Regions from separate parts of the Mus musculus genome. Here all the other regions are linked to region 4. Evidence: chromatin contacts called from public promoter capture Hi-C data. All regions are on one chromosome and are shown on one strand. Each heading gives the region's core, a stretch centred on a gene start, on an enhancer-like site or on the middle of the called end of the contact. The rest is flanking DNA. Distances are from core to core; before and after follow the strand shown. Region 1 has its middle 45 kb from the start of Gm34474. Region 2 overlaps Mfhas1 (malignant fibrous histiocytoma amplified sequence 1). Region 3 holds the start of Prag1 (PEAK1 related kinase activating pseudokinase 1). Region 4 holds the start of Saraf (store-operated calcium entry-associated regulatory factor).

What was found. Promoter capture Hi-C pulls out the DNA fragments that hold promoters and counts their contacts. Capture Hi-C pulls out chosen DNA fragments and counts their contacts.
Region 1: a contact with region 4 is called in a promoter capture Hi-C map of hippocampal neurons, with 5 times the contacts expected there. The contact joins the enhancer-like site here to the promoter of Saraf in region 4. A contact is called at or near these places in 8 of 39 promoter capture datasets (the C10 cell line, embryonic stem cells, hematopoietic stem and progenitor cells and 3 more), 1 of 484 Hi-C or Micro-C datasets (bone marrow-derived macrophages), 6 of 115 datasets of contacts at active chromatin or transcription factors (astrocytes, double positive thymocytes, embryonic stem cells and 3 more) and 1 of 9 other capture datasets (adipose tissue).
Region 2: a promoter capture Hi-C map of hippocampal neurons shows a contact between it and region 4, with 5 times the contacts expected there. The contact joins the enhancer-like site here to the promoter of Saraf in region 4. A contact is called at or near these places in 6 of 39 promoter capture datasets (the 3T3-L1 cell line, the C10 cell line, hippocampal neurons and 2 more), 1 of 484 Hi-C or Micro-C datasets (CD8 T cells), 2 of 115 datasets of contacts at active chromatin or transcription factors (regulatory T cell precursor and thymic regulatory T cells) and 2 of 9 other capture datasets (adipose tissue and liver).
Region 3: a promoter capture Hi-C map of adipose tissue shows a contact between it and region 4, with 5 times the contacts expected there. The contact joins the promoter of Prag1 here to the promoter of Saraf in region 4. A contact is called at or near these places in 1 of 484 Hi-C or Micro-C datasets (B cells), 6 of 115 datasets of contacts at active chromatin or transcription factors (astrocytes, double positive thymocytes, large pre-B cells and 3 more) and 2 of 9 other capture datasets (adipose tissue and liver).

Annotation. Positions count from the first base shown.
Region 1 is chr8:35,170,599-35,176,102 of GRCm38.p6, forward strand. No RefSeq gene overlaps it. Among named protein-coding and RNA genes, the nearest start is that of Gm34474, 45 kb to the right of the region's middle. Within about 2 kb of position 1,478, at least 3 of the 459 cell types and tissues checked have an H3K27ac peak or open chromatin away from gene starts, as enhancers often do. A contact at or near this core is called in hippocampal neurons, where this site is marked.
Region 2 is chr8:35,630,656-35,636,550 of GRCm38.p6, forward strand. The region is part of intron 1 of Mfhas1 (malignant fibrous histiocytoma amplified sequence 1); the gene reads left to right. Among named protein-coding and RNA genes, the nearest start is that of Gm16793, 45 kb to the left of the region's middle. Within about 2 kb of position 3,471, at least 129 of the 459 cell types and tissues checked have an H3K27ac peak or open chromatin away from gene starts, as enhancers often do. A contact at or near this core is called in CD8 T cells, adipose tissue, hippocampal neurons and 2 more, where this site is marked.
Region 3 is chr8:36,092,908-36,098,356 of GRCm38.p6, forward strand. Prag1 (PEAK1 related kinase activating pseudokinase 1) reads left to right here and starts at 1,921. Exons shown (of 6, transcript NM_172911.3): 1 at 1,921-2,081.
Region 4 is chr8:34,153,083-34,158,714 of GRCm38.p6, forward strand. It overlaps Saraf (store-operated calcium entry-associated regulatory factor), which reads left to right and starts at 1,497. Exons shown (of 6, transcript NM_026432.4): 1 at 1,497-1,754. The coding sequence starts at 1,649.

The DNA of each region.
Region 1 (5,504 bases), core at 228-2,727, 1.0 Mb after region 4:
TATGCCTCAGGTGCCATCCCCCCCTTTTTTGGAAAAGGGTCTCTCACTGGCCTGGCACACACCAAGCAGGCTGGTTAACCAGTGAGTCTGAGTGATCTCCTTGTTACCTCTAAGCTCTCAGGTTACAAGCACCGCATTCCATCATGCCTGGTTTTTTTCTTATGGGTTTATTTTTTGGGGGGGGGCGGGGAGTTGAACTCAGAGCTTCATGCTTGTATGGTAAGCACTTTATAGTTTAAACCCTTTCTCCAACCCTACTAGTAGCTAATGTTTTAGAGCAATTGAGGAGTGTTTTTGCATCCAGAGAATTACGTTAAACTGAAAGATAACTTTGAAGTGATCACCTGCATCAATACAAAAACATTTCCCTGAGCATCGACTTACCTGATCCTCTCTCCCTCAGACTTCTCAGGTCCCTTTCCTTTTTAAACCACCCATCAAACAAGTGGAGTTTACTGGCCAGATTTACCCTGTTGAAAACACAGCATGGCAAGGCTGGGCACAAAGAGTGGTAGGTCTATGAATGCTCAGACTCCAAGGCTTTTGTGGATTTGACTTTGGATTTAAAAATGTGTGTGGATTCTATTGGAATCTTTTGGAATCTACTGCCTTAGCAAACCATGAGCTTCCATCAATCCAAAAGCTGAGAATGTCATCAGATAGCATCTCCCATCTTGCGACCGACCGACCGCCTCTCTGAAGTTTGCACGGATGTATTTTAAGGTCACCATGGTCTGTGACTTCCTTTGTTCTGCTGTTGTAAAACTTTATGACGTTGTTTCCACATGGGAACAGGAAACTTAGGGTAACCTAGCTCCATGCTACCTGGGCCATGGTCACTCAAATTTGGCTGCAGAATAAACTACCTCCTATCTTTCTCTTTGAGGTGAGAGCTGAGATTTGTGTTGACAGCACAAACCCAAAACAAAATCAAAAGCAGAAAGATCACTGGAGGCTTTGCATAAAACCAGACAATTGTCAGATGAAGCAGCATCTCGGTCAGCTTTCTGCTTCGGGCTCACCGACTCGTGAGTGTTTGCGGCCCCTTTTACTCTGTGCTGGACGCTGTTGATTCTGGAGAGCAGCCTCACACATCAAGGCCAGCTCTGCTTTCAGAGAAGCCAAAGCCATGCAGGTGAGCTTATGACTCCTTCCAGCCACCTGTCTCCTGTGATGCTTCCAAACGCCTCCAGGCTGGAGATCCACTTCATTTCCTGTCTCGTGTTTTTTGAAATAATATATTGCCCATAATTAGCGCTGGAAGGCTCTCCTTCAGGAAGGTGGCAAGTTAAGAACACTGGCCCTGGTTCCATAAAGCTTCATATGATGTAGATCTCCAAATCTGATTGCTATTTCTAGCATTTTCTCAAAGGAGAATTAAAACAAAACAAACAAAAATCCCAAAACAGATGGCTCTTCTAGTCATTGTTCCAGATGAATGTTTGGGAACTGGAGGGAGGCAGTAGAGGGAGGATGGTGGGGAACCCGTGCTTTCCAAAGCACCCTGTGTCTGCGCCCATGTGAGGTCTCAAGGGCTGGTGGTACTGCTGTCCTCTGCTAAATTGCTGGGGCATCGAGAGCTGACTTTGAGAAAGTGCTTCCCACCTGGACCTAGCTCTCTTCGGAGGCAAGATTCATCTCCTTGGCCAGGAAGGTAGCCACAGCAGTAAAAGCAGTATTAAATTGCTCCCAGAAGCCTAGCTTCAGTATTCTGGAGAAAGGGCAGAGGCTCCATGTTATAAGTGACCTCTCTTTCTGGAATTGACTTTGAAACATGAAATCTGTTTTTTTTTTTTTTTTTTTTTTTGTCCTGGTGGTTTCTTTTCTCTGAAGCTTCATACTCTTTCTTTTCCTTCCTTCCTTCCTTCCTTCCTTCCTTCCTTCCTTCCTTCCTTCCTTCCCCCTCTCTTTCTTTCTTTCTTTCTTTCTTTCTTTCTTTCTTTCTTTCTTCCTTCCTTCCTTCCTTCCTTCCTTCCTTCCTTCCTTCCTTCCTTCCTTTCTTTCTTTCTTTCTTTCTTTCTTTCTTTCTTTCTTTCTTTCTTTCTTTCTTTCTTTCTTAGATATTTTCTTTATTTACATTTCAAATGTTATCCCCTTTCCTGATTTCCCCTCCAAAAACCCCCTATCCCCTCCTCCTTCCCCCTGCTCCCCAACCTACCCACTCCTGATTCCTGGCCCTGGCATTCCCCTACACTGGGGCATCAAGCCTTCACAGGACCAAGGGTCTCTCCTTCCATTGATGACCAACTAGGCCATCTTCTGCTACATATGCCATGGGTCCTTCCATGTATACTTTTTGGTTGGTGGCTTAGTACCAGGGAGCTCTGGGGTTAGTGGTTGGTTCACAGTGTTGTTCCTCCTATGGGGCTGCAAACCCCTCAGCTCCTTGGGTTCTTTCTATGAGTGTATCCTTATCTCATTTCCTAATAGGAAGACAAAATTCTGGGTTAGCGTCCACCCTAACATTTCACTTTAATTTCTGCTTTCAGGACTCAGACTTCAAAAGAAGCCCCATCCTGAAGGACTAGAATTTAGGATTTCAATACAAACTTGTGGAGAGGAAGCATGTAACTTAGTACATAATAAGTTCTATAACTATAATAACACAATATTAAAGTTATCAAGGATAATATAACAGAGATCAAACTAGAACTTCTAGAAGTGAAAAGACAGAGAAACTGGTTTGTTTGTTTTGTTTTGTTTTTTAATGACTCAGTTGATAGTGTAAGAATAGCATAGCTAAAGAAAGAATTAGGAAACTGGAAGACAGAAAGAGAAAAGCTTATTACAGAGCCTAGAAAGACGGTTTCAGAACAGATGAGAATTTATTTAGGGATGTGAGGGAATCTACAAAGGGGAACAGGGCTCTTTTTTTTTTTTATAAAGAAAGGGACAAATAAATAAATAAATAAATAAAAATTAAAACAAAGAAAAAGAAAACGAAAAAAGAAAGGGGCGTACATACTCTGAATCAGCCTCATGAAGCTTACAAAATGACAACACAGTTAGCTGACTCTTAACAGGAAGGTCAAACAGGCACATCAGATGAAAGTCCAAGGGTTTGTTTCAAACAGAGGAATGTAATTTATTTATCAATACTGAGATAACAAATGACATCCTGAGCTCAGAGAGTGGCCAATGTATGAGCAAATCTAACAAATAATGGCATACAGTACTGTGGTGGGAAAAGGATAATGATATCCAAAGTAACAGAAGCTAATGATACACAATGTAACAAAAGATAATGATGCACAAAGTAACAAGACACACAAAGTAACAAAGACAGTGATCTATAAAGTAACAAAAGATAATGATACACAAAGTATCAAAAGATAAGGATGCATGAAGTAACAAAGATGATACACAAAGTAACAAAAGACAATGAGACTCAAAACAACCGGAATGAATCAGGATGTACAGAAAGTTTAAAGGGCTCCAAGTTCCTTTAATGTGAAGAAGGAACGTGAACTTATTTAAAATATGATCAGTATGCCCAGTAACATTCTAGAATGAATTCTAGTAGAAGAAAATTAAATGTATAGTTTTCCAACTAACACAGAAAAAATAAAGGATCAGAGTAAGCAAAAACAAATGAATGTGGAGTATTTATGGAAGACAAATTAAGACACAGAAACAAAATATGCCAACGATTATAGTTAAATGAACATCAGCTAGCTGCTTTACATAAAACCCGAAGACTGCCAGACTGAGTTTAAATTATTTAGCCAAGTCCTCTCTTACACAAGACACATCTCGAAAGATCAAAAGGTCCAGAGTACAGGATGGAAAACGGTACCAGAGACGAATCTAAATGAGGGCAAGTGGAGGAAATTTGTGACTAGATTTTTAAAACCATTCTTACAGATCAAGAGGCTTCCTATGTAACGATAGAGGAAAAGTAATAAGTCTACACTAATTGGTACCTAAAACGGGCCTGGAAATGAAAGGGACTTATTAAATGAACTAGCCATGGTTGTGGAAAACTTTAAAATACAGTCACTTAACAAATATATCTTAAAGATTGAGGACCAAACAAACACAAGCTTAGAATAGTGCATTTCATAAGAGAGTGTTATGCAGAGGAAAAAAACTCCAGAAACTAATATTAGGCCCCTGGAAGTCTGTGGCTGAGGATTGTGCTGTGCATTCTGTGGGTAACACACAAACAATTGGCAAGTAGTAGCTGACATGGAAGAAGCAGTGTGTACGAAAGCAGCTCTAGGAACACTGGAGTTATAAGTTTGGCAGTGAAGAGAAACCTCAGCATGTCAATGCCCCCAAAAGCCTTTGCCTTAGGAGTAAGGACAACATTTACAGTCACATTTCTTTGACGAGACAAGAGGTAAATGCGTGTGACATTAAGGACCATGTAGGCCTTGCCATCAACACTCAGCTTGCTGTTGAAGCAGGAAAGTAGGTGTACTGGCTGGTTTTATGTGTCAACTTGACACAGGCTGTAGTTATCACTGAGAAAGGAGCTTCAGTTGGGGAAATGCCTCCATGAGATCCAGCTGTGGGGCATTTTCTCAATTAGTGATCAAGCAGGGAGGGCTCCTTGTGGGTGGTACCATCCCTGGGCTGGTAGTCTTGGTTCTATAAGAGAGCAAGCTGAGCAGGCCAGGGGAAGCAAGCCAGTAAGAAACATCCCTCCATGGCCTCTGCATCAGCTCCTGCTTCCTGACCTGCTTGAGCTCCAGTCCTGACTTCCTTTGGTGATGAACAGCAATGTGGAAAATATAAGCTGAATAAACCCTTTCCTCCCCAACTTGCTTCTTGGTCATGATGTTTGTGCAGGAATAGAAACCCTGACTAAGACAGTAGGCATGATGAGGGGCCAATGAGCAAAGCCGGGCTCCTATAAGACTTCATTCACAAAACCCGTAGTGTTAGATGCGTGATGGCTGGACTAAAAATGTCCTAAAAACTGTTGTGCAGTATGGATGGAATTTATAATGTGTGGATTCTATCTGAAGTAAACTGTTCTTTAGAAAACCAAAAATTAGACAATGGGCAAAATTTGCCCTTCAGGTGACAGTTTGCTGACTCCCACACTGAAGTTATGGTTGGTAGACTATGCTGGGCTCTTTCCTGGTTGAATAGGAAAACTTTATTAGAACACGGTCAAATTCATGTTTACTTGACTATGTCTGACTTCATGCTGCCACGGCAGAAGGAATAGATGTAACAGACCTGCATGAACCATAAAGTCTAGAACATTTGCTCTCTGAATTTTTAAGAAACATTGCTATCAGGTCATGGTAGCACACACCGGTAATCCTAGCGTATGGGAGACAGGAAGATTGTGAGGCCAACCTGGGCTCTCCCCTATGCCAGCTACTTGTTATTTTCCTAAGTGTCTTCAAAAGATGTACAAGTTGGTAGACTTCATCACAAAATTTCATACACTAACAGAACTCTCTTACAGCTGGACAGTTTCAGTTTGGTCTGTGTGATATATAGACGTATGTGGCCACGGGACACTTGAACTGCAACTATGGAAACTG
Region 2 (5,895 bases), core at 2,221-4,720, 1.5 Mb after region 4:
TGGTTCTGCTCATTCAGTCTGATCAAGAATGTCAGTTAAATATACTTTAAAGAACTCCACATGGTTTTCTCATTGTAGGTGACAGCAGGCCAGTTACGTCTATCTCCACCTTTCAGGGAATGAGCATTTTTGTATTCAAATGTTGAGGGAAGCACATCTTAGTCCATTGTATCTGATCTCATAGTTTCCTTCTTGGTGTAATTAAAATGAGTGCTTCTGCTGCTGCTCCTCCTCCTCCTCCTCCTTCTTCATCTTCATCTTCTTCTTGTTTGTGTTTCGAGACAGGGTTTCTCTGTATAGCCCTGGCTGTCCTGGAATTCACTTTGTAGACCAGGCTGGCCTTGAACTCAGAAATCCACCTGCCTCTGCCTCCCAAGTGCTGGGATTAAAGGCATACGCCACCACTGCCCGGCTAGTGCTTCTCTTCTTGATTTCATTTTTCTTGCCCTTATTCATGTTTTCACTTCAAATTTGCTTTGTCGTGCAGATCATATTTAGGCTGCCTCTTAAAATGTACCAATAACCTGATGGGGCACAGTGGCACACACCTTTAAACTCAGCACTCAGGAGGCAGAGGCAGGTGGATCTCTCTGAGTTAGGGACCAGCCTGGTCTACAGAGTGAGTTCAGGATAGCCAGGGCTTTGTTATACATAAAAACTGTGTCTCAAAAACACCAGCCAACATTGGATTTAGCGCCAGGTCCCCAATGGAGGACTTAGAGAAAGGACTGAAGGAACTAAAGGGGTTTGCAACTCCATAGGATGAACAACAATATCAACCAAGCAGACCTCACAGACCTCCCAGGGACTAAACCACCAACCAAGGAGTACACATGGAGGGACTCATGGCTCCGGCTGCATATGTAGCAGAGGACGGCCTTCTCAGGCATCAATGGGAGGAGAGGCCCTTGGTCCTGTGAAAGCTTGATAGATTCCCCCAGTGTAGGGGAATTGAGAGTGGGGAGGCAGGAGCGGGTGGGTGGGTGGAGAAACACCCTCATAGAAGCAGGGGGAGTGGGGATGGGATGGGGGGGGGTTCTGGGAGCAGGGACAGGGGGGAAATTGGGAAAGGGGATAACATTTGAAATGTAAATAAAGAAAATATCCATTTAAAAACAAAACAGAAAACAGCCAACAAACCAAACCAACAACAACAATCAATAACCTAAATACCTAGCATTTAGCCCTTAAACTTGCTTCCCAGTCAAGAGCGAGCAGCCTTAGCGCCTGGAAGGAGTTGAGGCTGACTCAGCGACAAATACAGAGGGATGGTTCTATGCTTTAGGAGTGGAGAATCCAGGGTTTCTTGGAGGAAAGGCTGGTGATCCAGTATCAGACATAGAGTACGGCATCAACTTGAGGATATGCAAGGGAGAGTCAAAGCATAGGGAGGGTGGGCCGTGTGGGAAAAGACCAGGGAAGGAGGCACCCAAAGCACACGGCTGTGTTTGAACACACACCCCAGGTTGCGATGTAAAGGGTGGCCCGAAGCCAGCCCTGCCTCCTCAGAGGTACACATACGAATGCTGACTAGTTCCAGATCTCAGATAAGATGTGAATACAAAGCTAATTCTAAACAACGGTAGGCGCTGTGCCCAGGCATATTTTCTTTGTGTGTTTGTAAGGAAACCTGCTTAAGTGTGAAGAGAATCACATTTTAAGGGAGGCTGTGCTATACTGAACACATGACATGCTCAAAGCTGTGTGCTATCATCAACTATGAGCTTTCAGCTTTTGGTTTCTTTAATTTCAAACTTGCAGTCCTCTTGCCTCAGCTGGATAACTGGAACTTTCCCTCTGGTTTTAAGAGAAATAGTAATAATGAAAGAGTGACTATTTATTTGACTTAGAGTTGGACAGATTTTAGGGCTGGTAGGGAAAATTCTGGGGGTTCCCCTGGCTGATCTCTCCCACCTCTTTGGATGCCAAGGTTGAGACTGAGAGTCCCTGTCAATGTCCCAGGAAAGGTTGTGAAAGGACAGCTGTGGTGGTGGAGGCTCCGTGTCCCTGTCGTTCAGCACGAGTGTCACCCATGCTGTTAGAGCCCCAGAGAGAGCAGAGGTTTACTTCTATGAAAAAGACTCTCCCATTGCTTAGGAAATAGCTTTCTACTCTTTGGCTTTTGTCTCCTCGGATCTGCAGTTCCGCTTTGGAGATTGTGGAAACGGATAGTTCTTGAGTTCTGCCCTTCCATTCTGATTTATCCTCACTGATCTTAGTGTGACCGTTAAATTTAGTAGATATTCCTGTATCTCATTTAAGATGGGGAACGTAGGCATGATAGAGCTGATGTTGTGGGGGGGGGGGGCAGCACAAAGGAGAGGTGGGTGAGTGAGCCTTGGCCTTGCCCCTCCCCTGCCTCTGTCTTGTTCTCACTTTCCACCCTTGGGGCACCCACACTGTGTGTAGTTCTCTCTTTGGAACAGAGCCTCTCTCTCTCTTGCTTTCTTCTCTTATTCTTTGGTGCACATCAGACACCTGCTTTCTGGGGTTGGTTGGTTGTTGTTCCCCCCCCCCCCCCCCGCCGTTAGTCAAACCTGGTAATTTTTCAGTAAGAAGTACAAGGGAAGAAATGGAGAGATGATGCGCAAGGCATCTTCATGCCCCGGAGCACTGGGTGGGAAAGGCTGTCAGCCACTGTCCTGGGATTGTTTAGGGATGGGTTAAGGGGTTACCAAGCGTGGTGAGTGCCTCTCAAGCTTCACTGTGCCAGGAGGAAGAGGAGCTAAGGAGATAATTCAGTGCATAAGAGCGCTTGCTGCACACACGGGAGGACCTGAGTTCATGTCGTGTCAAAGACAATAATTAAAACCAGCCGGGTGTAGTTGCACAGGGTGTACCTGTGACCTCCAGCTTGTGGAGGGTGGAGCTTGATAGCTGCTAGCCTGGCTTCACAGTCCGTGAGAGACCTCATCACAGAGGAATGAGTCATGGAGAGATAGAGCAGGACACTAGGCATCCTCCTCTGACCTCTCCATGTACACACAGATGTCATGCATGCCTGTACCCTACTGTGTGTGTGTGTACTACCCATATATGCTACAAACACACACACACACACACATATACACATATATGCACAGACACACACAAGCACACATGCACACACACACACCCTGCATAAAATAACCCTCAAACTTTTACTGTGTTCACCTAGCTCCTTCAGATGGAGGTTCTGAAGGGTGTGTGTTGGTGTGTGTCAGTGTGTGTCGGTGTGTGTCGGTGTGTGCGTGCATGAGCGCACAGGGGTGGGATTCGGGGGAGGGGAAGCTCGGGACCACGGCTGCAGTTCCAGGACTGAGTTTCTGAGCAGCTTCAGGTGAAAGTATCTCAGCCTGCCATGCGAACATTTAGTAAGACTTACGTCTGCCTCCCAGTCACTTTGAAGCTATGATTCACTGCTCGCAGAGGAAGCGATAGCATCTAAAATTAGATTCTTCGATTGTAGCCACTCCAGAAGCAAGGGTGGGGTGCACTTCCCCTTTTGGGGCTCCCCTTGAAGACTGACACTGGGCAGTCCTGTAGCTCACGTCAGGTCACTGCAGGGGCAGAGCATCTTTGCACTCTGCCACACATTTTTTTGCTCTAGAGGCAAACCCTAGTTATTTTTAACCTCACATCTTGATGAGGCTGGGATGAGGTTAATTTTTAGTAGTGGTGCAGAACACACATCCGTCTTTTTTTTTTTAAAGAAATGCATAAAACCTCATATGGAGTTGTCAAAATAGGATGGCATATTTCATAAAAATATGAAGCAGGATAAGGAGTGGTTTATACCGGGTAAGTGTGGTGAGATTGTCTTTTGTTTTGTTCAGCACATAGGCAGTCCCGGGTGCAGTGGAATAAGTGAGGTTTCATTAGGGGCTGCGAAGTGAGACCTGCTTTCTCTGAGGTTTCTGCAACCCAGAGGAGTTCTCTAAGGCATTTAGGGTCTTGGCATTAGCATTTCTGAACAAACGTCTTCTGATCTATCTGAAAAGGTGCTGCCAGTTCACACGGGCTCCTAAAGTTCAGTGTGCTTGCTTCAGGGTTGTTTTGACCACAGAAGAAATATGATCACAGTTCATATTAAAGAAAGGTTACAAAAACAAACCCAACAACAACAACAACAACAACAACAACAAGCAAAGCCAACGAAACTGACACATGTGGTTTGGGCTGAGTTCTTTACTACATAAGAGAAAAAGCATCATTGTTCAGCGCCCACCCCTGAGCTGTTTTTCCCTCTTGTCTGTGTGGTGTGGGCTGGGGCTGGAGCCCAGATACACATGTTAAGCTTGCACTGTGTATCTGAGCTGCATTGCTAGCCTACTTCGGTGTTTCTAACGCATACACGTGAGGAGATGTTGCATATTTAGCTTGCTGGTCCTTATTAGGGAGGTTTGCTTTGTAATTGCCCAACATCCAATTGCTATCTAGTTATCCAGGGTTAAAGAAGACATTTAAAATGGCATGTACAACAGAGCTTCTTAATATCTGAGTTTGCATGTAAAATCACAGGTTCAGCTGTTTGTTTTTCAAATGAAGATGTGTATATCTATCTTGCCAGCCCAAGGTATCATAAATCTTAGTGTTGTAGTTTGTCAATATTATTCTCATTTCTTAATAGCATTTTCTCCGCAAGGGCTGGAGACATGATTCAGTGGTAGGCTGATGGTCTGGTGTGCTCAAGGCTCTAGGTTTGATTGCCAGGACTGAGAAGGCCAGCAACAAAACAGCTGCATTTGCCTGGATTTTAATGAATTAGTTAATGAATTAATGGGCAGGGCCTCATTCTGTAGCTTAGGCTTATCTAGAACATACTATGTAGCTCAGGCTGACTTCTTAGCTTACAGCCATCCTCCTGCATCAGCTTACCCAGGGTTGGGATTACAGGCATGAGCTACCCACTACACTATGCTGGCACTTGTCTTTATAAATAGCAACTTGTTTGTTTGCCTGTTTATTTGTTTGAGACAAGCTCTCACTGTGTCTTAAGTAGCAATGTTTAATTGGCTTAAAGTCTGCCCTAAGCTTCAAACATGCCCTGTATGTATCTTAAAACGCCCCATTCTTTAGCTCAGTTTGCATTTTTATTACACCAGGGAACAAGGAAGGCTTCTAACCTGTGGAAATGACTGGTAGTCAGGAAGGAAAGAGAGAAAATGGATAATGTATGGAATTTTGTGTTAGTTTTTGTTACAAGATGATTTTTACTTTTGATTTCAAAGCCAAGAAGAATAACTGAAATTGTCATTGATATATAATTGATACTATATGATAATATATTAATATAATGTAAGATAAAGATCAAAATAATCTCCAACTATATAGAGAGTTTGATGCTCAACTGGTTACATGAGATACCATCTTAGAGAGAGAGAACTGCACAATGATATAGCATTTAGTTAATATATGTTAATATATGTACAACAGCTCATATTTCAAATTCCAAGTAAATACTTCTATTGTGTATATGCCTAGCTTAGCTATTCTAAATAATTGCTGGAAGCCGTGGGGAGTTTCATCTCCACACATGGTTGGTTCGTGAGCTCTGCATCATCCAGTGGTTCTTCTACATGATATCATTGGGCCCCAAACATTCTGAGAGTGCTAAGGGGCCCTTTAAGTTCTTTACGCGAAGCCTTACTTGGTGTGTTCTCTCCTGAGGGAGTATGGGAGAGGAACTTTATTAATAGTTAAAAATGCTTAAAATTAAATTGCCAGTGTAAAGTGTTTTCATAAAATGGGTAGTATACCAGAAAATCAAATAACCCCATTAAAAAATGGGGCTCAGAGCTAAACAAAGAATTCTCACCTGAGGAATACCGAATGGCAGAGAAGCACCTGAAAAAATGTTCACCATCCTTAATCATCAGGGAAATACAAATCAAAACAACCCTGAGATTCCACCTC
Region 3 (5,449 bases), core at 671-3,170, 1.9 Mb after region 4:
AATTAACCCTTCACTTGCTGTGCCATGCTATAGAACCACAGCGGTCTCTCTGTGTTGCAAACTTTGCTTCTTTATTGTGTTCTTTGGGTTCTTTGTGCATTAAGGATAAATTGGGTAAAGAGAGTAAAAAGTGTGGAAGTGTCTCTTATGTGCTTGGCATGGCCTTTATTTATCCTGGGAAGTGTCTATGCCCCCTGGAGAGGACTGAAAGATGTGGGGAGCTGAATGCTGAGAGCCATGAATGATCCAAAATCCCCATGAGAGGGCCCAGTGTCACTGAACTGAAAGCCCCTCTTGGGTCCGGATTGTGTTTGTCCAGTGCAAACCATTTTGTACCTGTCTGCTTGTTGGCACTTTCCCCTCTGGTGTCTTCATAAGTAGACTGGACCCCTCAGGAGAATGTAATGCTGCTGGCGCCGTTCCACCAGAGTTTTCCTTATGTACTTGTTGAAATGATTGACTGGTAGGGCAATGTGGTGGACTCTCGGTGGAATCAGGCAGCTCTTGGTTCCCATCTCAACACTACCACTTTTCACCTGAGGAGCCCTGGCAAAGGATAGGACCCTTCTGGACCTGTGTTATGCTGTGTCAAATGTGCTAACCCTGCCCTGTGACGTTGCCTGGCACGTAGTAGGTTCTTCATGAATGTTAGTACGACTCCTATTCACCTTCCTATCAGTCTTTCCGTACTTAAATGGGTAATGAGGGACATTGAATGATAAGTAAATTCTCCTTATGGTCCCTTTGCACTCCTTACATAGAAGCCACACATATCCAAAACATGTCTTCTTCCTCTTTCATATTCTATATAGCGCTGCCAGTGTTAACACCACATAAAGGCGAAGAGGGGGAGGGTCTGAGTGGTGCCTTCCTTCTCTCCGTGGAATCATCCTGATTAAGGATGTAACACCGCGCTGCCTCTGTAAAGCAAAGGGAAGCAACCAGATGTGTTGAGGGGGGGGTGCGGGGGAGGATTCCGTTTTCACTCAGGCTTGGCCCTGAGCAGTAACTTCAGTGCCTGGCTTCTTAGGGAACACCCAGGGCAAGGTGCAAGTCTGTCCTACTCAGGCAGCTGGAGGAAGGGAGGCGACTGGCTGGCCCTCTCCTGAGAGTTAAAAAAGATTTTTCGCCCGAGGAACAATATCTTGAACTCCTTGTATCTCAGCCAGTGACTCACGCACTGGAAGCGGTGTAAACACAGGTGGAGGACCTGGGTGCCCCAGCATGATTGAAGGCCGGTCCTCCAGGCCAACATTTGCATTCCACTGTTAAAACACTAAAGTTCAAAGAGATGTGCTGAGCCATTTGCTAGAGGCCTGGACATGAGGAGCTGAGCAGGACCTGAAATCTCTCAGCCAGCCCTGCTCCAGCCGGCTTGTGGTTCTCCTAGGATAACAGTACGTGGCAGTGAAGGCGCTCACGCCTCTTTCAGAGCCCACCGCCCTAGATCTTATTATTGTACTCCGGATCCCCTCTCTTCCATGTTTCGTTCTTTTGCTCCCTCCCTACCAGGGTCTCCTAGGGTCGGCTGGGTGGAGGGATGAGAATGCATTTACTCCGACAGACACACCTATCTGTGCATTGTGGTTAAGGAAAGCTGGGAGCACCAGAGATCTTCCAAGCAGAACTGCGCTGAGCTGGGATTGAGCTGGGGACGCTCTGGGGGGCTCAGCTCCAGGTCTAGGGGCGCCAAGGCTCGGGCTGGGGGCGGAGCCTCGCTGTGGCGAGCGAGGGGGCGGGGCGCGGTGCGGAGTTCCTAGGGACCTGGGCAGGGGCGATCGCCCGCCCTCCTGGACTGGGGACGAGCAGAGTGGCGGGACGCGCAGGCCCGGTGGAGACGCGGGGCAGCGGCAAGGACTGCGGGGGTGCGGCGGGAGCGGAGCGGGCGGCGTCACCCGAGGCGGAGGGGGCGGAGCCGCGATCGCAGCTGCCACCCGGCCGCCGGGCCCAGGCAGAAGTCAGCCGCCCGCGGCTGGGCAAGCACTCCGCGCAGACACGCTAAAGACAATGCTCCGAGGCGTCCGGCGGGGCAACGGACTGCTGGGTCACCGACGGCGAGGCTGCGAGACCGCAGACCCCAGGTGAGCCCACCACTCTCTCTCCAGATCCCGCCGCTTTTTGTCTGACGAACGTGGCGGCCCAGGGGCTTTCGCAGAGTCGCTGCGGTGGCCCGGCGGGCCAGCCCCTGCTGGCGTCCCCAGGGGTGACAGGCTACCGATCCGGAGCGCGTGGAGAGTCCGGACCTCGTGCTCAGGGTTGTGCCCTCGGTGCAGGTTCCGAGACGGGAAAGCTGGGGAGTCGGAGGGGTATTTTCAATTCTTTTGAGAAACGCTCGCTTTGAAACTGGGAAACTTTTCCTTGGAGTTCCGGGAAGGGTGATCGACTGCTGTAATGGTTTTACTGGTCTTGCTGGTCTGGCTGCTCTGTTTTGTGTGTTGGGAACTGCTCCTTTTGCAGTGAGTATTGTCAAAGGAGCAGAGGGGCAGAGGCCGTTCGGGCTGCTCCGGCCAGACCCGGAGGTGACGAATTGGGGGTCCAGGGAAGCCACCTTTAGGCTGCAGCTGATCTCTGAAGGAAGGTGCTATCTGTTTGATGAACCTTGGTGATCATTCCATACCTGGAGCTAGCTCCCAACCTTTGCTTGTGATGTCCCCTCTGCAGCCGGGCGCACACACCCACATGCACCCACATGCACACGCAAGCACGCTTACCCTTGGAAAATAGAATCTCTGCTTGTGTGTGAGTCCTGGGAATGCGAATGGAGGCGGCTGAGCAATTCTCAGCCCACAGCGCTCGCTCACTGTGTCTGTTCTCCCAGGTAAAGCTCAACCATGGTTTTGCAGAGCCTATTGTAGAGCCCAAAGGTCTAAGGCTGAGGAGTTTTGCAACGGATTCAGTTCAGACTCAGGTTGGAAAGGCTTAACTGATCACAGTTCTCAACTCTACCTTACAGCCCCTTCTGAGGAGATTTGACAGGAGGCCCCAGAGAAAGCAAGTTGGCTTTCCTAGGGTCCCTCAGAACTTTGCTCCCCTTATTGGATCAGACTGCAGGCTTCAAGTCCACACTCCTCCTACTATGATTGCTCAGAAAGTAGAAAATAAAAAGATATGTAGATACCATTATATACCCTCAGTGCTGGGGCTGGGGTGAGGTGGGGTGTTAGGGTAGTCATGTCCTGCTTTCTCCCTAGACCACGCTGGCTAATGGAATATAATGCATTAATCTATATACTTTCCATACATACTATACCTTTGGGGGGTTGCATTATTATTTTTTTTTTGTAAAATACAAGAAGCAATATTATTTAGATGGAAAATTGTGGAATTCTATCAAGTAAGGCATGAGCAAATTTGGGTGCAAATAAGAGGGGTTTTGACCTGAATACTTAGGATCTGGCCACCCTGATTCTTCGGATTCTTTTTGAGATGGGGGTGGGAGTGTATCTGACAGCTCAGCCTTGTAAATCGTAGCGCCCCGAAGTTTGCAGAGGCAAAGCTCTGTTATTGTGACTTGGATCACAAAGAAGGCTGCGGATCTTTTCCTGATCTTACACTTGCAGCCTCTCACTGAGAAATGGGATCATTTGCATAATTCTGCACCTACCCTCTGAGGTAGGCATGTGAGAAGGTGCCATTCCCAGGCTGTGCAGAGCTGGCACTACCCAGGGCTCTCTCTACTCCTGCTCTGAGAGTCATTTGCATAGTTCATCATCTTTTCCCTGAAAGCAAACAGGAGACAGTTCCAGGCCTAGAAGGGCTGCTCTAGCTCCAAAGACAAGCTGGGAATGTCTGTTTGCAGAGCCTAAGGAGCCAGTTTTAACAGGACACAATGAGTCAGTGACAGTGGGCAGCCCGGGGTTTCCTTTGTTACTCATATTCAGCGACTTCTCTTAAAGATACTCTGTGTTTCTGGGCAGTTGTGTGACCCATGTGGTGGTCAGCCTGCAGGAAAATGTCAGAGTTGTGGAAGAGAGCAAAGGAGTGCCCGTGAGTGAGTGAGTGCTCTCAAGGTAGCTTCTGGCAGTACAGTACAATAATCAAGAGCCTACTGAACTCCCCAGGCTGTCAGAAGCTGATGGCAAAAAAAAAAAAAAAAAAAAAAAAAAAAAGGAAAAAAAAAACCACACACAAAAACAAACAAAAAAAATGGAAAGGAGGGAGGAGCCTTACAAAGTGGGGTGTCTGGGTGTTCTGGATTGCCTGTTAAAGAGGAAATGAGATGAGGCCACCCCAAATTTGACCTGTGTGACTGTGTGCAGCAACCTCTGAGGAAGCCATTGGATGTCATCCCCACAGCTCCCCCAGCCTGCCCTGGAGCTAGCTTCCCAGGAGCCCCACACAGCTGTCTCCCCAAAGCCCACTGAGGGTCACTGGAGTCTTGCCTACAGTAGACATGGGCCCGCAACGTGGCTTTGCTGTGACCTGGAAGGTCTAGTCAGGCTTCCCATACAAATCTGGCCCTTAGAATGGCAAACTCAACTTCTCTGAAGACTAAAACAAAACATTTCCTCCACCCACCCACTCTCCCCCACCCCTCCGCCTCCCACCCTGCAACTGCACCCCTTATAAAACTTAGCAGCAAACATTTAGCTCTCTGAGGCTGGTGACTATAGGAGAGAGAAATAGCCTGGCGTGATTCCTCTGCTTGTTAAAAGCCTGTGACTTCTTTTGGAAGATCTGATAGAGAAGGAATGGGCTATTTGGGTGTATTGGGAGGAGAGGAATCTAGCCAGCATCGTTAAGGGAAAGAAAGACCCTATACTGACTGTAGAAACATTCAGATCTCAAGACTGTGTGTGTGTTCATTTAGCTTAACGTGGAAGCTGTTTTCTCATTAACTGGCTGGAGCAGGGGTACATTTGGCTTCTATACCCATTGGATAAGCACCTTGTCTGTAAGTGTGGGAGACGAGAGATGGAGTGCTTCCCACAAGAAGTCTGGAATGATCTTGGGAGCTTTGGAGCTCCCGGGTGATCCTATCTGGTTAGTCCTGTTGATTGCTTAGAGAGAATTAACCTCGGGCAAATTCTCACCCGATGGGGTGGCGTAGCCCCCCAAGGGCAGTGCTTGCTAAGTTCCAGGAGCATGCTTATCTCCAGATCTCCACAAGGTTTTCTTCCATAGCACTCTCCTACAGGATGCCGAAGCATCCTCAGTAAGGAAAAGAGAGCAGTGCAGAGTAAGCAGGGAACAGCTAGCTAGCTGGGATCCTGAACAAGGTGAAGAAGGTGTGGTGAGGTGGTCCAGTCAACTGGTTTATCTTTGGAGAACAGCAAGCTTGGTGTCGATAGCCAGGTCTTTCTCTTTGCTGTAACATCTGCACCTGTAGAATGGGATGCATGGCTACCTTACAGGTTGCTATTTGGAGTGTCTGGAGTGATGCCATAGCCCTTTGAGCTCTTGCTGAGGAGCAAATTTATTGGATGCACGGCTACCTTACGGGATGCTA
Region 4 (5,632 bases), core at 247-2,746:
TCTAAATTTTATGTCTATCTGCCTCTTTCTATGGCATCAAAACCAGCTGGATTTTACATTAGCTTTGAACTTTGAGTGTGGCTATCTCTTGTCTACTTGGCCTGCCTGCTTGTACACTTAGCACTCGCCTCCAACTCAGTCAGTGAAGGACAGAACCATGTATTATCTGTTTGGAATTTTAAGATTGCTGGGTTCCATCCAGAGCTCCCGTGTTCCATCTCCTGTTCTTAGTTTCCTAGAAACTTAGTTTCACTGGTCTTGTTTGCCTATCTCATGCCTCCAACTTTAAAGTTCTCCATTGTATCTACACTGTCTAGTACAGTACCTGCCAGGTAGGTTCTGACAAGTGTGTTAGAATCTCAACCTAAAAAGGCTGTGTGGATGACTGACTGCTTCTGAAAACATAGCCAGAGCAGGGTATTGGGGTACTGGGTGGGGGAGAGGGGGGGATGGAATGAGGTGAGGGGTGAGTGGAGGTGGGGTGAGATGTTAACCACTAAGCCACTGGCCATGAGGTTAGATTTCTACTTTTTTTTTTTAAGATTAATTTATTTTATTCATACGAGTACACTACAGCTGTCTTCAGACACACCAGAAGAGGGCATCAGATCCCATTACAGATGGTTGTGAGTCACCATGTGGTTGCTGGGAATTGAACTCAGGACCTCTGCAAGAGCAGTCAGTGCCCTTAACTGCTGAGCCAACTCTCCAGCCAAGACCTCTACCTTTTTTTTTTTTTTTAATGAGTTCTTTTCTTATTATTCACATCTCAAGCTTCAAAGTAATTCCCCTAGGCGGGCCCTTCCAGAATTTGCCTCTCAGTGTGTATTATCTTGTTTTATTTTTGATAACAAACTTACTAATTATTATTCTTATTTTTTTTGTCCTGTGCTATATCATCTTAAGCTTACCGAATACGAGGACCTTGTTATTTTCCATGGCTAAAACAGTGGCTGTCTTATTTTGTATTTTATGTTATATTAGGTATTCAACATGTACTTGTTGAATGACCGCATCCAAGAAACTCAGACTCGCACCAGACTTCAAAGCACAGAGAAACGTTTTTGTCTGGGTGGTTGAACTGTGCGAAGGGTCCATGCTCAGAAATCACAAAGTCATTCCCTTGGTGCCTTTCTGCCTGATTCCCTTTTAGTACATGGTAACTGAACATCAATCTTAAGCAGGTCCCCAACCTGCAAAATAACGCCCTACAGAAAGATTACTGGAATTTTGAATTTAAGTATTATTAGATTATTTCCTCGATTTCCCTTTCAGAAAGTTTCTAACTTCTAAAACTTTGGCAGCTTTGCACTGAACGAACCTTCCGGAACATTTGAGCACTCGCTAGGGTACCACGGTACTGACAAGTCAGAAGGTGTCTGCCCCGAGACTCCGCCCACGCGACAGCGCCCTGTCTGGTCCCGCCCACAAGGCGGTGCCACGCTAGGGGCGGGGCCGAACGCGACCAGTCACGGACGCCTACGTGCCGCAGCGGCAGTGACGTCAGATTGGCGCAGGACAAAGTAACGTCGCGTCTTGCTGCTGTCAGGTGGTCCCTTTTATGGTGGGTTCCTGTGGTCGCTGCGCAGCGGCTGGCCGACTTCCGCAGCGGGTCTCGGGCCACCGAGCGCCGTCTTCACCCAGCGCCATGGCTGTGGCCGCTGTCGGCCGCCCGAGAGCCCTGCGCTGCCCGCTGTTGCTCCTGCTGTCACTCCTGCTGGTAGCCGGCCCTGCGCTGGGCTGGAACGACCCTGGTGAGTGCCGCCCTGCGGGTGCCCGGCCTCTTCATCACTACCCCCTTTGGACCACTTTCCTCCTGTCTGTCTTCTCCTGGCTTCTTTGCTTTGCCTCTAGGAGTGGGCGGGGCGCACGAATCCGTTCTGAAAAGTTCTCCAGGTCCTCGGACTCCCAGATGGTCCGCTTTTCTTGTTCTGTAGGCCGCATCCTTGAGTCCTGATGACAAGTTTGACTCTCTACCTGCGCATCTTGTCTTGTTATCATGGCTGTTCGATGTCATCATCGCCCACTGTTGTCATGGCTGCCTGTTGCTATGGCTCGTCGTTACCATGCACCCAGTGGTCTGAGTCCCGAGTAGGGGCCAGGACAGCAAACCTGGATTCCTGCTGTTTATTCTAATTAGTGCCGCAAACTGCGTTGTTTATACTAGCTTTCTTCATACTTTTCACCATGCATGCATGGTGAAATCTAAAATACAATTTCTTAACTTTTATGTAAAAATACATGCAAATTGGTTTGATGGGGAGCGCTCTCGCTCGCGGACCCCCTCCCTCTGTTATTAAAATGTAGAAATAAACTCTTAAATTTAAATGACATTTAAATGACAATTAAAATGACATTTTTTTTTTTTTTTGGCTTGGAGTGGAAAGCTGTCAGGCATGGAAAATACAGCAATGGCAGTGTATGCCTGGATTTTGAATTTAATCAACAGGTTTATTTTTGAAAGATAATTTTGTTCGTGGTTTTGAATTTAAACAACAGGTTTATTTTTGAAAGATAATTTTGTTCGTGCGTGCTGAAGTGGGTCAGTGCAGTTGCTCTGCACGGCCGACTGACTGAGCTTTAACTTGATAAGTATGCCTTGCCATGCTGTTTGGAATAAATTGCCTGTACACTTTGCCCAAGTAATCCTAGAAGGTTGTGTGAAAAACCAAGAGACTTGATTACAATTCATTGAAAATCTGGGGAACTTTGGAGATGTAGGCTCAGGGGAATTATAAGGAGAAACACAACCACATTTAAATTAATGGTGAACCACTTCCTGGTGGTTCTTACTCTACTTTTGCTGTAAAATTATTGTTCTGGAACGAAAAGCACCAAAATATTTTGCATCGTTAACTCAATTGGTTTCTACCTCATTTTAAGACGTTTAGGAACTGTTGTATGAAGGTACCTGATTGGAGTATCGATTATTAAGGTGTAGTCAAGCAACTCCTTAATTTATTTTTTGTTTCCTTTCTGTAAACACTTATTAATACATCTGGGAGAGAAAAAAAGCACCATTCAAAGATTACTTAAACATTTTCATTTTTTTTCTTGAATATTCCTTTAAGCCAGGGGTTCTTAACCTGTGGGTCGAAATCCCTTGGGGAAGGGCAAATGACCCTTTCACAAGGGGTCACCTTTGGAAAACAGATACTTAGATTACTACTCATAACAGTAGCAAAATTACAGTTATGAAGTAGCAGTGAAGAGAATTTTATGTTTGGAGCCACCATAGCATGAGGAACTAACTGCATTAAAGGTTTGAAGCCTGATGAAGGCTGCCTGCCCAAGCTCTCTGTGTTTGGATGCTGAGAGTGTCATGTAGTGAAATCAGTTACGGACACTGGTTTGAAGGCAGAAGGGAACTTTAAAAATTTCCACCATTAAAGTGATGTTTTTCAGAAACCTAAAGGGTGGGAGGTGTAAATGATACGATTTAAAAATATGAGAGTTCATGTGGGCTGTCATTTGGAAAGCAGGCTGAAATGTAGGTGGGAGGGAAACAGGCCAGTGAAAGGTGATTTTTATAGTAGGTTCTCAGAGCAGTGACCTCCTTAGGTGGGGAGGAGCCAATAGAGTTGGATTATCTCACAGGTTTTGAAGTTGGGTATTGTGATTGGGTGTGAAGGGGCAGATAAGGGCTGGGGGTGGCAGTGAGGGGCATACCTTCAATCCCAGCCCTGGGATGCAGAGGTCATGGGATCTCTGAAGTGAAGGCCAGCTGGATCTAGACAGCAAGTCCCAAGACAGCCAGGGCTGCACAGGCAAACCCCATGCTTTTCCTTTTTTTTTTTTTAGGGGCAGATAAGGATGGGCAGACCTTCTGGCTTGGCTAGAGTGACTAAAGTGTTAATCAGTTTCCTGAAATGCTGCCAAGTGTAGGGAGAATTGGGTTAGGGGCCTTTCGTTATCTTAAACCTGACACCTGAGGAAAGATTTTTGAATTAGGAGTCTGGAGTTCAGAGGATTCTTTGTGTGCTTTGTCTGGTGTAACAAGTTGGGGCCGGTAATTTGTTCTTAACCTTGAAAGCTCTCTAGAGAATGGTGCTTTGGGGTTATGATAATTATACTCCTGTGTATATAGTTCTTAATATTTTCTAGCAGTCAGTTTTAATGAATTGTATTTAAGGTTAACAATAAATTCAAAGGCCACAATCTTAACTTTATAGGTGATGAAACTTATGAACAGACAAATTTATTGCCTTGGCCAAAGTCATGTTAAGTTGGTGAGGCCAATTTAGTTCAGTGGTTTTTGCATTATTAAATTGTCCTTTGATAAATTCAATTATTACTCTTAGAGTATTAAGTGTTTCTTCTAAAGTCATAGATCATTTTCATTGTTTTAGTTTTTTTATGTATGAGGTAGTAATTGGATTTAGTATAACAAACTTTAATATAGTTCTTAGAAATTTTAGATTTTAAAAAAGGGTTTATTGTAATTGTTTTACTTATATCCACAGAGGTCAGAGGTGTGAGATACTTCAGAGCTGGGTTTACAGGCATGTGGAAGCCACTTAATATGGGCGCTGGGACTTGAATTCAGGTCCTCAGGAAGAGCAGTATATGCTCTTACCTGCTCAGCCATCAGCCATCTCTCCTACCCTACCCGACAGACCTTTTTTTTTTTTTGGAGGCACTGTTTCATATGTCACTAGCCCTGACAAGGTGATTCTGCCTGGGCTCCCAATGTGTTTACATTCTCGATCTTTGTCTCACAGGGAATTGGTTCGTACAGGCGGCAGGTGGATTTCCTTCTGTTGCACTGTCAGTTACCTTATCTCCACTCATTAGAGACATACTTTCTTTCCTTCTTGCTGTCGCTAGGTTAGGTATTGTGTCTGTCTGCAGTCCTTGTTAACACTCGGTAGTGAAGATGCAGTTTTTGGTAAAGTTGAAGTCAAGCATTCATTAGTAAAGAGTCTTCAGTGTGAACTCCAGAAGTTTCCTTACGCGTCTGATCAGGGCTACTGCTGATTGCACTCAGAATTGAACTCAATGGTTTATATCTTATTTATTTATTTTCTTAATTTTAGTTGAGATAGGGTCTCTATGGGTTGTTTTATTTTGCTTTCCTTTTCATTTTTTGAGACATAGGCTTATGTAGCCTAGGCTGACCTTAAACTTCTTTGTAGCCAAGGCTAACCATTCGAGTGATAAAGTAAATTCTTTTGATTTCATAAGAGACACAAAATCAGTTTATTCTGTTTCTACCATGATGGTTAGTCAGTGTGTTAAATTGGCCTTCTCTTTCTTGTGAAGTTACCCTTTGCCCACTTGGATTGAAGAACAATTTGTGTAATGATCTTGGCACTGTCCCAGAGTTTGACCGCTAGTTACTCCGTGTCTAGAAAAGGAAAGTGAAAACAGTTCTAATTCTGTCTTATCCTTAGCTAGCATTATCGAGGATGAAGTGGAGCCTTCCCTTATCAGTGAGGCTGTTTATGAGTTTATTTCCTGCTGGGAAAGCTGGGTTCGTGTTACGTTTTTAATCTTTAATAACTATTTTTTAAAAAGATTTATTTATTTTTATTATATATAAGTACACTGTAGCTGTCTTCAGACACTTCAGAAGAGGGAGTCAGATCTCATTACGGATGGTTGTGAGCCACCATGTGGTTGCTGGGATTTG